Linked DNA regions of Bicyclus anynana: region 2 is linked to region 1. A link is a contact called in public Hi-C data. All regions are on one chromosome and are shown on one strand. The core of a region is the stretch at or near the end of the contact, and the rest is flanking DNA. Distances in the headings are between cores, read along the strand shown. Region 1 overlaps LOC112048631 (GAS2-like protein pickled eggs). Region 2 holds the start of LOC112048631 (GAS2-like protein pickled eggs).

What was found. A called contact is a pair of places that touch in the nucleus more often than the background predicts.
Region 2: a contact with region 1 is called in a Hi-C map of whole body, with 2.2 times the contacts expected there. The contact joins the promoter of LOC112048631 here to the enhancer-like site in region 1. A contact is called at or near these places in 2 of 2 Hi-C or Micro-C datasets (whole body and whole larva).

What each region holds. Positions count from the first base shown.
Region 1 is chr8:17,386,642-17,394,160 of ilBicAnyn1.1, forward strand. LOC112048631 (GAS2-like protein pickled eggs) reads right to left here. Exons shown (of 5, transcript XM_052882989.1): 5 at 467-4,066. The coding sequence ends at 3,171. Among protein-coding and RNA genes, the nearest start is that of Trnag-ucc, 22 kb to the right of the region's middle. Within about 2 kb of position 3,795, at least 7 of the 8 cell types and tissues checked have open chromatin away from gene starts, as enhancers often do.
Region 2 is chr8:17,521,914-17,529,432 of ilBicAnyn1.1, forward strand. LOC112048631 (GAS2-like protein pickled eggs) reads right to left here and starts at 4,367. Exons shown (of 5, transcript XM_052882989.1): 1 at 4,216-4,367. Trnar-acg (transfer RNA arginine (anticodon ACG)) reads left to right here and starts at 1,851; the gene lies at 1,851-1,923.

The DNA.
Region 1 (7,519 bases), core at 2,545-5,044:
ATTCTCAATCGCCAAATCAAGTATTAAACGAAATATTTTGATATATTCTACGGGATATCCTGAGTAGTTATCGTGTCTTCCAAGATGCCCAAAAATTAGTCGAAGCTTCAACTTCAATAATGTACCTATGATTTAATTATTTGCGGTTGAATTTATTGCAGGCGCTTCCTCATTTTGCTCGCACTTTATGTTCCTACTTGCCGATGTCCCGCGGTTCGCCCGTGGTTCCCATTCCCGTGAGAATACGGGGATAAATATAGCCTTTGACACTCACAAATAATGTAGCTTTCTAGTGGCAAGAGTTTTGAAAATCGGTTCATTAATCTAGAGATTACCCCCTACAATACAACAAACTTTACCTCTTTATAATACCTATAATTAACCTACTTAGTTCCTACTCACATAACACCGCATTAGATGTATAGAGTTATGGGTATTAAATATGTAGGAAATAAAAACAACAATGTATCCATTAATGTCTTAATGATTTATTCAGTGAATTAACAAATTTCTATGGCATAGTCACTGGTAACGTACGTAGAAGAAACAGTAACTTATACTAACTTAAACTTAGCCTCCAAGTTGCTAAGCGAGCGCCCCCTGTCACAACATTACCAAACTAATAACTAACCAATACAAAATTCTCGTAAAAAATCTTATAAAATAACTTAAATTATGATTTATATCAATAAATATGACGTTTGGTAATGTTGTGACAGCGAGGTAGAGCGTGGGGTGCTTTCATGACGATTCTCTCAAAGATATCAATCGGCGATACACGACACCTTTTAATTCCGTGACATTAAGGCGTCGATATCTTTTCGATTTAAACCTTTGATTAATTTGAATCTATGAGTGTATTTAAAACTGCAAAAATATCATAATATTTGAATGCTTTGAAAGAATTTATTAAATCAAGCCTTAACCAGTAAAAACTTATTAAACTTGGATATTGGTTAACAGTTATAAAAAAATATTTAATAAAAATCAAACAAATGAATATAAGAACTAAAACATTAGGTACAAAAAATTAAGCCATATGAATAACTCTGGAATTAAAATAGATACACTCATAGAAACAAAGAGATAATTAGTTTTATCAAACTTATTACTCCAGATCATCTAAAGATAATTCGAACAAGATGTGATCGACCAGAGCTATGTTACGTTTTCCTTAAAATAAGTATATTGGGCAGAGCATTATAGTGCAGATTTTCAACATAGTATAACAACACAAGTCAAAAGGCTAGATAGCTTTCAACTCCGATAAAAGTATAAGTAAGCTGATTTTTTTTTGTTATGACTTATAATTATTACTATTTTTGCCTGCTAGATATTTAAATTTTAGAAATAAGACTAACTTCATGACAAAATATTACCACAAACAAATATTGGTAAGTAATTAATCTTCTCTTTAATGTCAACCTTTACAATAGCGATAAAACACTAGTAGGCAAAAATAGTGATTGAATTATTCGCCAGTGCAAGGAAGTAGAATTTTGTAGAAGAATTTTGCACTATGCTTTTTTAAAATACACTTTTGAGCAAATAAAAGACTTCTCATTTTATCTGCTTTAGGTACAGATTTAAGAAAATTATACTTTCGATTATATATCACAACCTTGGTTTTTCTGTAAAGCCTTATTTGTCGATTTATTTGCTCAAATGTGTAAAAATCTATATCAAAGTTACAAAAATATGTATCTGTATTCTTCATCTTTTCAACATAATTGTAATATTTTTATTGTTTCTTCATTATACGGAATTTAACACTAACCCTCTACAACGACTGTTTAATCTTTTGTCTATCCATTCGCGTCGAATCAAACATTAATTTAATTATACATTAAATTATACATTTACAATGAATGAAACGACTCTTCGAATGAGGACGGCGAATTCCTTAATGTTTAGTTGGGTAATTTAGGTATATTGCCATAATCACTTACGTATACCGAATAAGGTACGCATATTACGTTTCAATTCTATTTAAAATTCTAATTTTAGAGTATAGTCAAAGGAGTTTTTTAAAAAGTACCAAAATCAAATTACCAAAATGTCTGGATTTTCAATTACAAAAGACGAGGAATCTGGAAACGCTACCGAATTTTACTCACTAAATCTAAACACCTACAACGTGCAGTTATAAGCTCTAAACCCTTCATATCCTACTTTTAGAGAAAATTAATGAGATTACTACAAACGAATAATTGCCAAATCTCCCGGCGCTAATCATTTTTAAATTATTGAATTAAAATGACATTTTTAAATTAAAATATTATATATGCCGGGAATTATTGTTAAAAGTTCCTACAACTTAAATTTTATATTAAACTTAATAATAACTTGTAATGCAAATATAGTCTTGCAATAAAATTCTTCAGCGTATATTATTTAAACATATTTAAATAATATATTTAATTAATATATGTTACAACTCGTTCAGCTATATGTCTCCACATATAACAAAACTGTTCGTTTATTAACTGACACCAAATATTCAATTTATTGTTTTCAAATGCCAAAGAAGTAGTGTCATATAGACTATACTATTTATTTTTCTAAAGGCATTTTAAATGTCCCAATTTAACCAGGTAAAGTCATGGGAAAATCTAGTTATTAATACCAATAGACAAACTTAACTTAATTTTTATTTATTTTTTCATTACTATGTTTCGCAAATTATAAAATAATAATCTAACTAAACAACCAACTAATAATTAGCACCATCTTGCTTTATAACATATCCCTCTTATCTACTTTCTTTTTTATCTTTTATATCATTTTCCTTATATAAATTGTCAATTATATTAGAATCTACGAATCATCAATTCTACATTAGTGAAAAACTATTCTAAATAGAATATCAAATATTGAAATCTAAATAAATTTCTATCGAAATTCGAATAGTTTGATGTTTTCATTAATATAATTCCAAACATCTACTTTTGCAAAGATATGACAGGGATATTTTTATTTATAAATATATTCTATAGATCAGGGATCCAATATAATCATTGTAAATGATTACCCTATAGAACGTTCATTTTCTTCAGATTTTTCACCACACTCCTATAAAAATTATCCATATCAACTAAAATCACTCAATCACTTTTGATTCGAACCATAATCGGATTAGTACCAGTCTTTTTCTTCTGATCTTCGCCAGGTCATTGGAATTGGGAAGTGGATGTAGACCGCCGGCAGCCTAACGCCACTGGCGCTGGTATTCTAGAAGCACCGTTCCTAGGATCCTTCCTGGGTGCAGCCAATTGCCGAGTACTCGTCGACCGCTCCAGTTTTCCATCTGACATTACCCAAGCGGACGTAAAGTCGGCGTAATCGGAGTCTTTCGAACTAGCCCTGGACACAGAGTCTTCGCCTTTCGAATAAGACCTGATGATTTCCTTCATTTTTTCTAAAACAGACGCGTCATCTTTCGCAGATTCTGCAGATCTCAAAATTTGTTCTAAAAGAGGACTCAACTGCTTCTGGTGAGTCGGAGACCGCAAAGTGGCGCTGCTGGCCCTCAATGGTGAATTCCTTTTGAAAGCTTCATTTTGGGGTGCTTTTGTTTTGGTTTTCGGCGATTTGTTGGGATTCTCAAACGTGTCTGCTCCGATGGCGGGTCTGGCTTTTGTTTTCGCTTGGTTCGGTGCGGTTCTGCCTCCCCAAGTGTTGCGAGAAGTGGGTGGTAGCTTGGGGGCCAGTTTTGGGGAGGATTGGTTGGGGGTGTGCTTGGGGCTAGGTGTATTTGCTCGGCTGGGCGTCCTGTTTCTGACAGGGGAGTGGGGGATCCTGGAAACCTGTCGACTCCGAACGGTTTTGACGGGGGACTGCGTGGCTTCCCTGGCGGGCCTGAGGCTCTTGCTCGGCGAGTCGTTGCTCTCGTGGCTGACGATGCACTCGGGGCTGGCGCGGTTGGACTTGTCGTCTGCGCTGTTCTTCCTGCTGCCGTAGAAGGTGTCAGAGAAGTCCGTCTTGCGCAGCCCGGTGTTGAGGCTGACGTAGTCGTCGACGCGGTCGCTTTTATCTATGTGACAGCCGTCGTCGTGATCGAGACGCTCTGAAACAAGGAAAAATATTTCATGTCAGTGATGGGTACCTATAGAAAAGTAGTCAGCAGCAGTTACTTCTTAAATCTATAGGCTAATTATGGAAAATATTCTTGGATATTTAGGTTAAATAAGTGTTGACACGCAATCCCAGTGGATTGCGTTACTAGTATAACTTATACATATAAATAAAATGTTTGAATCGTCCAACTCCAGATGTGTCACGAATCGTCTAACTCGGGTTGTATTAAGTTTCTTCTAATGCATGCTATCTTTGTGACCAATACTAAGAAATTCATTTTGATAGTATGCCGCGGTGACTATATTTCTACCGCTGGCTATGTTCAAATCAAAGACCAAAATATACTCGTAGAATTCAATATTCTAGGAGTATATAAGAACAATGCAAAAGTTACAATAAAGTGTAGTCAAGTCAAAAAAAATTAACGGGCTTCATGGATTATCCAAGAAGCCCGTTTTGCTTTGAATATATTGTAAAGTTTTAAGATAGACCATGAATATACTGCGTGTATAAACTGAAGAAAAAGCGTTATCACTGCAGATGCAGACAGTCATCATCATCATCATCATCATCGTGCCTGTCAAACGCTTGTCACCTTACCACAACATATAAAGCGAAACGAACTTCCTGGAATATATTGACTATTCAAATAGTTTCAACACTTGTCTAAGCCGGCGCAGGGTATCCGATCAAAACAAAAACAATCCAATTACAATAACGAGCATATAATCAAAGATGTTTAAGGCGCGTGCCGTTACATCAAGTCGGACCCCGCTGCCTTACATAGATCACAATTATGAGAATAACTGATATTATGTCGATATGCTAATACCGCGGGGTCGGCCGCTTATTGCCATTTATGTCGACTCTGTAGCAGGTAGTGCCGTGTGCAAACTGTTGCAAACATTCTACAACACAAAGATGATTGTTTACATTATTGCATTTTTTTTAATTTTTTAGTCTCCTCTACAGATACGTTTAGAAATTTTAATTCTCTTTATCACAGTTCATCTAGACTGCTAATATAAGAAAATTGCAAGACTGCTATTATTCTTCATGCCACCAAGTAACATTGCTAAAAAAATACGTAAAACCAAACACCTCTAACTCAAGTTGGTTTGTTCAATGGCAGAAAGGCCTAGCTTTGTTGGAGGCCATCTGTTTTTTCAATAACCATTAGTATTTCTTTTTTTTCTTTACAAGTTACTTAGTAGGCATAAAATTAATTTTCTTAATTAATATTGAATAAAGCTGTGCTCCAGTTTTACCTGCATAGATCCTGTTCCCATAGAAACACCGAGATAAAAAATAGCCTTTATTCTATCAATATCTTTCAAGTTCTATAATATTTCAGATTTCAATTAACCTTCGTGTCAAATATGATCTAGATCCATTCAGCCGTTCTGGAGACGAAAATATAACTCATCTTTATTTTAGAGTATCAATTTTATGTGATTCAAGTAAAGGTATCCCAAAAAGCCACTAATTATCTATACTAATATTATAAAGAGGAAAACTTTGTTTGTATGTTTGTTTGTTTGTTTGTTTGTAATGAATAGGCTCAAAAACTACTGGACCGATATTAAAAATTCTTTTACCATTCGAAAGCTACATTATCCACAAGTAACTTAGGCTAAATTTTATTTTAAAAATAAATAGGGTTCCGTAAGATATTTGGGTTTTTCGGACACAAGGTGTAAAAAATCAACCAGAAAAGTATGGTAGGGGTAGGTAGGAGTAGGGTAGGGGTAGGGGTAGGCTAGGGGTTGGCCAGGGATAGGCAAGGGGTAGGGTAGGGGTAGGATAGGGGTAGTTGTAAGTTTACATCGAGTTTCACGCGAACGAAGTCGCGGGCGTCGGCTAGTGATCAATAAAAATAGACCCAATTAATAACAAAATCTGTCTGCGGTACGTAAAGACCTGTCTGCTGTCAGCATAATGTTGGTGAATCAACACACAATAATGTAATAAGATTAATGTTGTTTAAGCACATTGCCTAAATAGGCGGCAATCTTTTAATAAAACTATAATTCATCGGTTTCCGTTTAAATATGAATCATGTTTATAGTAAATTATATTTTGTGCTGGATTAATAAGAGACCTATTCAATTCACCTGCAGATGTCGCTAACTTGTCATAGAATAATAAAACAGGAACAAATTTTATAAATTCGCTAAGTATAAGTATCATCAAACGTTAAATTTCTAGAATGTATCACAGGGTAGTATCTTGTGACCGCTGTCATTCCTGTTATACGAAAATAAGGACTTTGATGACTCCTTATTTTTTTACGTTATTTCGATTTCAAGCACCGACCCACCACGCTGCTCAAATGCTGCTTCGTAGAAAATTATGTTTAACTCTTTAACCGATGTAACACCATCAATTTTCCAACTGCGGTCAGTTACTGAGAACTTCCTAGAAGGACCTCAATATTTTCATCACGGAATCCCAGTATCTCTCTCCGAAGTTTAATAAACTAATCCCTGGTAAACTTCTTCAATAACATGAGCCTAAGCCAGCTATTACGTATCTATTTCCATCTCGCCTAAAACCAGATTGGTAAGCCCTTTTTGGCACGCGAGGGTCACACGCATTCTCTGCATCGTAAATGGTAACAGCGGGTTTGGTCGATAGTGCCTCCTACGACTGATTGATACGTAGAATGCTCTATTATGCTTATGACTTGTGAGGTTTTGTTTCTTTGCCAAATACATTCTGAGGTCGCGGAGCAAGGTTGTCAAATCTATATGTTTTTTGAATTGATATTATGGTTAGGTTAGCTATTCTTTGAAATTCATAAGGTCCCATAAACATGAAGACAATAAGAAAACTTAAAAACTTAGCTATTATATTTTGTATTTATTTTAATAATTTTAATTAATACCCACTCTCTTGTTTTAACTGAATGACTTTACTTGTTCATTTAACCTTTTTTTTTTAAATGGATCAAATTTATTATCTCAGCACTTTTTTATATTAAAGGTATTTCTAACCAACGTTACTTCACAGAAATTCCTTGTAGTAAAAACACGTTGTTCTCCGTTTTCTAGATATACCTCTACGTAAGTAGTACCTAAATGTAAATTCTTTAGCCCTTCTGCAAGCCGTTGAATGTGCTCAACCACACAACATAACTCATATTTGGTGCCACATTGTTTCGTTCAAACGTTGATTCACCCTCCGCATGTTTTCAAATACTCTCACGTTTGAACGAGTTCCCATTCCCGTTTTTGCAAACATTTTGAACCCTATACATCAGGTATTAGGGATCAATTTATCACAAATGCTCGGAGCACTAAAATGGTGAGCTATTGTTCCCATCAAGGACCTAAGTTTTGCTTTCGATTCATTTAGTCCTTTCACTTGCGTCTTATTTTCGGTTTCGAATTTCGATTACGTAACTCGGTTTAGATTGAAGTTTTAAAGTCCTTTGTTATAA
Region 2 (7,519 bases), core at 3,117-5,616, 140 kb after region 1:
AGCTAAAAGTAAAGCCGCGGATTCTGAGGTCAGAGGTTCGAGTCAAGACCTGGATCACACAACAACAATACAGCTCATATTTTAATTATCAACAAGTCATCGCTTAGTAGCAATATCATCTGATGTTAAGTGACGGTGTTCTGTTGTCTATAAGATAGTAAGCTCGAGAACTTAGAAGGAGTATTGATAGTGTATTTCTTCATGGCACGATACTGGAAGGCATATACTGGCGGTACATCTTTGCTCATGCGATGGTAACTAACCACCGCTGAAGTCTACCACTACCATCAGACCTCATCATTAGCAGCCCCTATTCGGCTCACTGTAAAGCGCGAGTCTCCTCCCAGAGTGAGAGGGGTTAGGCCAAAAAGGTTTCTCGCTGTTTTTCCTTCGCCGTTTTAGACACGTTCCAACGATCTCCGAATCGTAGGCAGAATTCATATCCACTGGGTTATCATGTATCTATCAGTATTAACAGCATCACACTCAGACTTTGCTAATTTAGAAAATACAAAATCTAACTTAAACCGAGTTAAAAATCGAACCCATTACCTCTGTTGACTCTATTGTCAATCAAGACATTGCTATTTGCACCAAGAGGTCATAAAACTAGTTAAGAAGTGTTTTGGGAATGTGTAATTCATTTTACTTTACTTGAATACCTATTAATAAGTGTGATCAACTTACGCAAGTTTTAAATTCAAATGCGTACTTAAAGTCTTTACATAATATTATAATATTAAATTATGGAACATAAGTACTAAATTCAATAGCTTATTAGTCTGCGACTTCGTCCGCGTCAAACTTCTATGAAAACGAAGTGGTTTTTCATTCCGATAGTATTTGAAAGCGTTTCCGATGAAAACTCCCAGACAACTTGGCATTCCGACATGTCCAACAAATATTGGAAAATGCGTTATATTGGAATTAAGACGTACCGCAACGCTTGGCGGTACGTCTTTGCCGGTAGGATGGTAACTAGCCACGGCCGAAGCCTCCCACCAGCCAGAGCTGGACCAATTAAGAAAATCTCAATCGGCCCAGTCGAGAATCGAACCACAGAGACCGTCAAAATAAATAATTTGTTGATCTTTCATACGTCGAAATAGATTTTTAATCTTTATAGAGCTAATAATCGTCTTTGACAACCGTTTTTACTTCGGGGGTTAAAATAGAATATTATGCTTTGCTCGTAGGTAGTACTAGTGAGTCATTCTATAACGAGTGGAACTACCCGCTAAGTACTCCTATAATAAAGTGAGTCACATTCCTAGCTGAATTACAAAAATCGTTACAGGCAGACAGACGTCACGCCGCCTGCCCCCCGTCCCGCACCCGCACCCCGCTACCCCTCAGCAATTACCCCCACATATGCATAATTGCGATTAGGAAATCTTTTGCAATTTTAATAAGGCGCGAACCCTACCCATTCAATAGCATTCCCAGAACTTACAAAGCTGAGCTATATGTTACAAGCAGAATTAAGTTTTTATTTACACTTACTTAATAAATTAATGTTTACTGTTTCAAATAAATTAAATTAATAAAGCACGATTATTGTTTTAGACACTAAAAATTGTTTAACACTTCAAATTCCAACAAACTACTGTACTGTATTTTATGTCATAGTATGTAAGCTTTACAAGCTTTCATAAGAAATTAGCTATGAACTACTTTGAAAAATCTAAAATCACTAAATCTATACTATTTACTACCATCGTGAAGTCCACAAGATGAGAGATCGACTTTCTATTTTCATAAATACTGAATGTTTGTAGTTCACACGAATATTATTTATATCCGAAATACGTACTACTGACGGATGTGTAATTTCGTTTCGCCCAGTAACTGGCCCTGTGGCGCAACGGATAACGCGTCTGACTACGGATCAGAAGATTCCAGGTTCGAATCCTGGCAGGGTCGTAGATTGCTTTTTACATTATTTATAAAATTATATTTTTTAAATTATAAATATTTTTTGCTACGACAATAGCACAACGGGCCTTGAAACTGAACAAGATACGGCGTAAAAAGTACTTGGATGTCCAGTCCAACCTCCGGGATATTAGGTTTCTGTGTATATTGACTAGTTATTTCAAAAGCTTTCTTACTCAACAACAAGAAAAAGAAGAAGAAGAAGAAGAAGAAGAAGAATACACACACAAAAATACAATTATAAATTAAAAAGATAATAATTTAAACTTAGCATGCAAAGGCGGCCTTATTACTATAAAGTACAAGTTAAATAAATTACAAGTTAAAAACTTGACGTTAACTAAAACTGTCACATTTCATCTATAGTTTCATAAGTGGATTTCTATTTAGACCAATATCCTGAATTTTGCTCAGTAATCTATTTACCAGTGAAATTCTTATTAGAATCGGTGCAGCCGTTCCAAAGACAAACCTACAGACAGACAATAATTGCAAAAAAGCTCATTTGTGGTTTGGTATCGTGTAAATAACTATTAACTATAAGCATATATAGGGATGTTTGGAAGTCCCAACAAAAGGCCTATGTCCTGCAGTGGACGTCCAACGGCTGATATGATGATGATGATGATGATGATGATAAGCATCTAAAAATATATAGCTATTTTGAAATCACAGAAGTTATTGATTTTTCCGAGAGCCGTGATAGCCCAGTGAATATGATCTCTGCCTCCGATTTTGGAGGGTGTGGGTTCGAATCCAGTCCGGGGCATGCACCTCCAACTTTCAGTTATGTGCATTTTAAGAAATTAAATATCACCTGTCTCAAGCGGTGAAGGAAAAACATCGTGAGGAGACCTGTATACCAGAGAATTTTCTCAATTCTTTGCGTGTGTGAATTCTGCCAATCCTCAGTGGGCCAGCGTGGTGGACTATTGACCTAACCCCTCTCATTCTAAGAGGAGACTCGAGGTCAACAGAGAGCCGAATATGAGTTGATGATGAAGATGATGATGTACCTATTAATTTCCTGAAATAAAGTAATAAAGAACGCGAGAACCTTTCTACAGGGCACGAGCAATACTACATCAATTACTGTGAAAAGCTTGTTCAAAAAAGTCATTTTACGTGAAAAGCATTTCCGTGACACTGACGAGCGTGCACTAAGAGAAAACCTTTGAGAGAAAATTATTCAGAATAATTTTCTTTAAAGATTTTCGCTTCAAAAGAAAACTGAAATTGTGCGATGTGTTTCTTTCGTTTAAATTATTATGAAGTAAGTATGTTTTACACGTGCCAGAGACAAATGTTCGCAATAAACTTGTTGCGATCGTAACCCGCAGAGTGGCTACGTAAAGTGGCCCCTCGCCCAGGGCCTCGCATAGAAGGCCTCATACGAGGCCCTCTTATGAGCGACAAAAAAGCCTCAATAGCTCAACGGTAAGAGCGGTCGGACTCATGCCCGAAGGGTGGTGGTTCGATCCCCGCCCCGTTGATCTATTGTCGTACCCACTCCTCACACAGTCTTTCCCGACTAATTGGAGGGGAATGGGAATATTGGTCATATTATAAAAAGATATGGCAAATATTCTTTTTAAAACGCAATAAAACGCAACGCAATAAACAAAATGTCAGTAACCAAAGAACACAGTAAGTAGGTAGTAGTGACCTACCTTAAAGAATAAAGTACCCTGGTAATCTGTGTAAACACAATGTTCCAGCATCTTCCAGCATTCCTAAAAGAAATAATGGACACAGAAGATCACCCAATATAAAATGTAATTTTAATGATTCACTTTTTATTGTAAGCAGCGAAATAGGAGTAACAAAACAGCACAAAACAGCACATCGATTCTCTTTCTACAAACGCTAACGCTTCGAAAACTAGAAATATGTATGGGAATGACAGATCCGATCGACGACTTGATCACGTGACTTGTCGATAGCAAATGTCATTCCTATACATTTTTGAATTTTCAAAGCGTTTACGATCGTAGAAAGAAAATCGACGTGCACTGGGCTACAGGCCCTGTTCTGGTATCATTGAACAGAGCTCCTCTGTGTCGTTTTAGATAACCTCTGAACGTATCTATTAGCAAGGTACATTCTCTTGCCTGCATTTATAAAATTAAATCGTCCGGTAGATTCTGGAAATCCTTATTAGATTTTATACGAGTTAAGAAAATATACACGAACCCTCTGTAATTGACAATCTTATTTCCTAATTAACCTCCATCATCCTGTACAATGAACATTACTACTCGTATAAGATATGCTAATTACCTTTCAACAATACTAGATGTTTAAGATGTGTTGACAGCCGACGACCGGAAGCTATCTAGCACAACACAACACTTCACAGCAACAACAAAACACAACACAACGCGACGTATCATCTACACACAATATTGATTGGGAAATATACATGGAATAAACACAGCCAGTGGTTTAAATTACCCCAAATTTATAGAGGATGTTGTTTTTTGTCCCCAATGTGCGGATTCAGTGGTCTAGAGCCCGGGACAGGCCGGGCCCACCCGCGACTGACAGCTGACTGGGGTCTGGGGCCAGAGTTGCGGAATTCCCCGCGCATGCGTGTTTGGAAGCTGCTGTCGCGGTAGACGAATGGTCTGTCTGTACCTCGGCATAGGGTGCAAGGGTGTACTAGGGTGGGTGGTGGTAAATTTGGTTTATAGACGCTACTGGCAAAAAGCAACCAAATGATTAAGGTTTATAATCTGTTATTGAAACCTCTGTTTTCGATTCGAAGGGCGTAGGTTCGAATCCGGGGCATGCACATAGAACTTTTCAGTTGTGTGGGGAATTTAATAAATTAAATATCACATGTCTCAAATGCTAAAGGAAAATATCGTGAGTAAACCTGCTCTGCTGAGAATTTTCTTAAATTCTCTAGGTGTGTGAAGTCTGCCAATTCGCATTGGGCCAGCATGGGCCCCTTCTTCTGATTGGAGACTCGTGCGCAACAGTGAGCCGTACATGGGTTGTTGATGATGATGATATACTCAGATAACTTTCTCTATTCTAAGATTCTATGATATATTTTGCAGGAGGACAATCAACAAGCAATTTGTAGGCAATTTATTTTTCTACGGACAAAACAAATGATTAGATTTGGCTCTGCTTTGTAACAGGAACTATCGACAAACGACGTAAAGGTACATAAAAAGGCTAATTTAACGATTAGGATGTCATTGACGTGGAAGAGCCTATATTCACTTCTTGCATCCTCCCTTCCTTCTTTCTACTCAGCGTCACGGATTATCTTTCAAGATATAGGGGAGATATATTCGGGAGATAGGTACACCATTGCCAGTCGTGTTGTGGCAATTAGCCACGAAACCTACCTGATCGACCTATTTACTTCTACCTATGACAATATTGCAAGGGGTGGTCATTATCAACTCTCGACACCTGTTTATTATAAAAATATTTCAAGAGAACAATTAAAAGGTTTTAATTAAAAGCACAATTTATTTCGAAGAAACCGCCTTCATTTAGAACACTGAAGGGCCCCTTCAATTTGTTCTCACGAGCTGCACTCAAGTGCGTTGTTAAATCGAGTGGTCAAATTGGTGCAAAGAGATCACGTTCAGTTTAGGCGCTTTCCGGTGCATTAGGTAGGTACAGGTCGCAGCATCCGCAATCTGCAATAAGTAGATATGTCCCTAGTGGTGTGCACACATTTTTTAACTAGGGTATTCAATATTCGTACATATTGTACACAAAATAGAAAATTTCTTCTCGAATATAGGTTCGTAATGAGGCCACTAAGTAGGTAGGTTTGTTCTCGATGAAATGCTAAACAGATGAATGACAAAAGTAGACTGCATCTTGAGTTCAGCAATTGTTAACTTGTAGGGTGATAACTAGCCACGGCCGAAGCCTCCCACCAGCCTGACCTGGACCAATTAAGTAAATCTCAATCGGCCCAGCCGGGAATCGAACCCAGGACCTCCGTCTTGTAAATCCACCACGCTTACCACTACACCACGGAGGCCGTCAAATTTTGATTAATTTACTGATTTTTAAAAAGAACTCCTACCTACCTACTTGGTCGTCTTTTTGAAAATGAGGAGTAGAGCTCCACCAATTAAAGAAAAAATTTCCTTTAATAATGTACGTACCTACTATCTTCACTGAGTAACATACTTAAGCTATATTGTATCCCTGTATTTTCACAGGAATGAGGAGATACGCAGAAGAACCAAAATCGCTGACATAGCTCAACGAGTTACGATTGCGAAGCTGAAGTGGCAATGGGCGGGGCACATAGTTCGAATAGCCGATAGACGTTGGGGTCCCAAAGTGCTGGAATGGCGACCCCGCACTATACTAATAGCATTAACAACTGAGTCTTAGGGCCATAAATCATTTCTCTATATCTATCTCGCTTGCACTTATGGGTCTTATGGAGCCGTCTAGTGAAGGGTGTAACAATGAAAGACATATTATCGATAAGTAAAGTTTATTATCGTATCTTGTTCACAAAATTAAAAAAATTAACAATATTTGATTTAATATAATACATATTTCATATTATATAATTATTAACTAAATAAAATTAATCTTCATCTGAGTCTTCATCATCAGAATCTTCGTCTTCTGCCAAATTTATTATATATTAGTATCCATAGTGCGCAACGAGTAACACATGAATGTATTTATTTAATTGCAGTAAACACATTTATAGCAAAAAAAATACGCAATGCAATTACATTAGAAACCGACCAATCAGAATCGTCCAAATCATTATTGACTCATCATTAGCACGTGCGCAGGTAGCCGTTTATCGATAATTAGGGTGCGCAGGTAGGCGCGCTGCACATTCCTATCTTTTTTGACTTTTATGACCGGACGACTCAGATGATAATGCGCATACTATAGTAAACGCAGTGTTGGTCGACCCCCCACCAGATGGACTGACGACATCAAGCGAGTCGCTGGGATTCGCTAGATGCAGGTGGCTCAGTATCGTGATGTTTGAAAGTCCCTACAAAAGGCCTATGGCCTGCAGTGGACGTCCATCGGCTGATATGATGATGATGATTCTCACAGGAATAGAAAATACGCGGGTGAAACCGCGTAGCGTGTGCTAGTTACTATACAGACGACCCATATCGGCGTAACAGTTAGTCATAATCACGGCCATGTCTCAAACTGTCCCCCGGCCAGCGCATGACGACTTGACAGCTCCTACCACTTCCGGCGCCACACACGACTACCTACCTCCTTGCTGTGGAAAAATAACCTTTCCACCGCAGGACACAGGGGCTGTTATCGTGCGCAGGACAGCTCGTGACACTGGAGTCACGAAGATGTTGTTGTGTGCATGAAGACAATGGTTGGTTAAGTCGCTATTGTCTTGCCGTTGTTGGTTTGAAACTTTGCATATAACAATCACAAAGATCCTTTTCTACATTTGAAGCGCATCTAGTCGTAAGTCTAGCTCAGCGTGTTCCACCATAAGCTAAATCTACCGTCTCCACTTACCGACAGGGGAGATCGTGGTCAAACGAGAATAATTTTATGTAAAAAAGTGGAATTTGCAATCACACCTAAGTAGGTA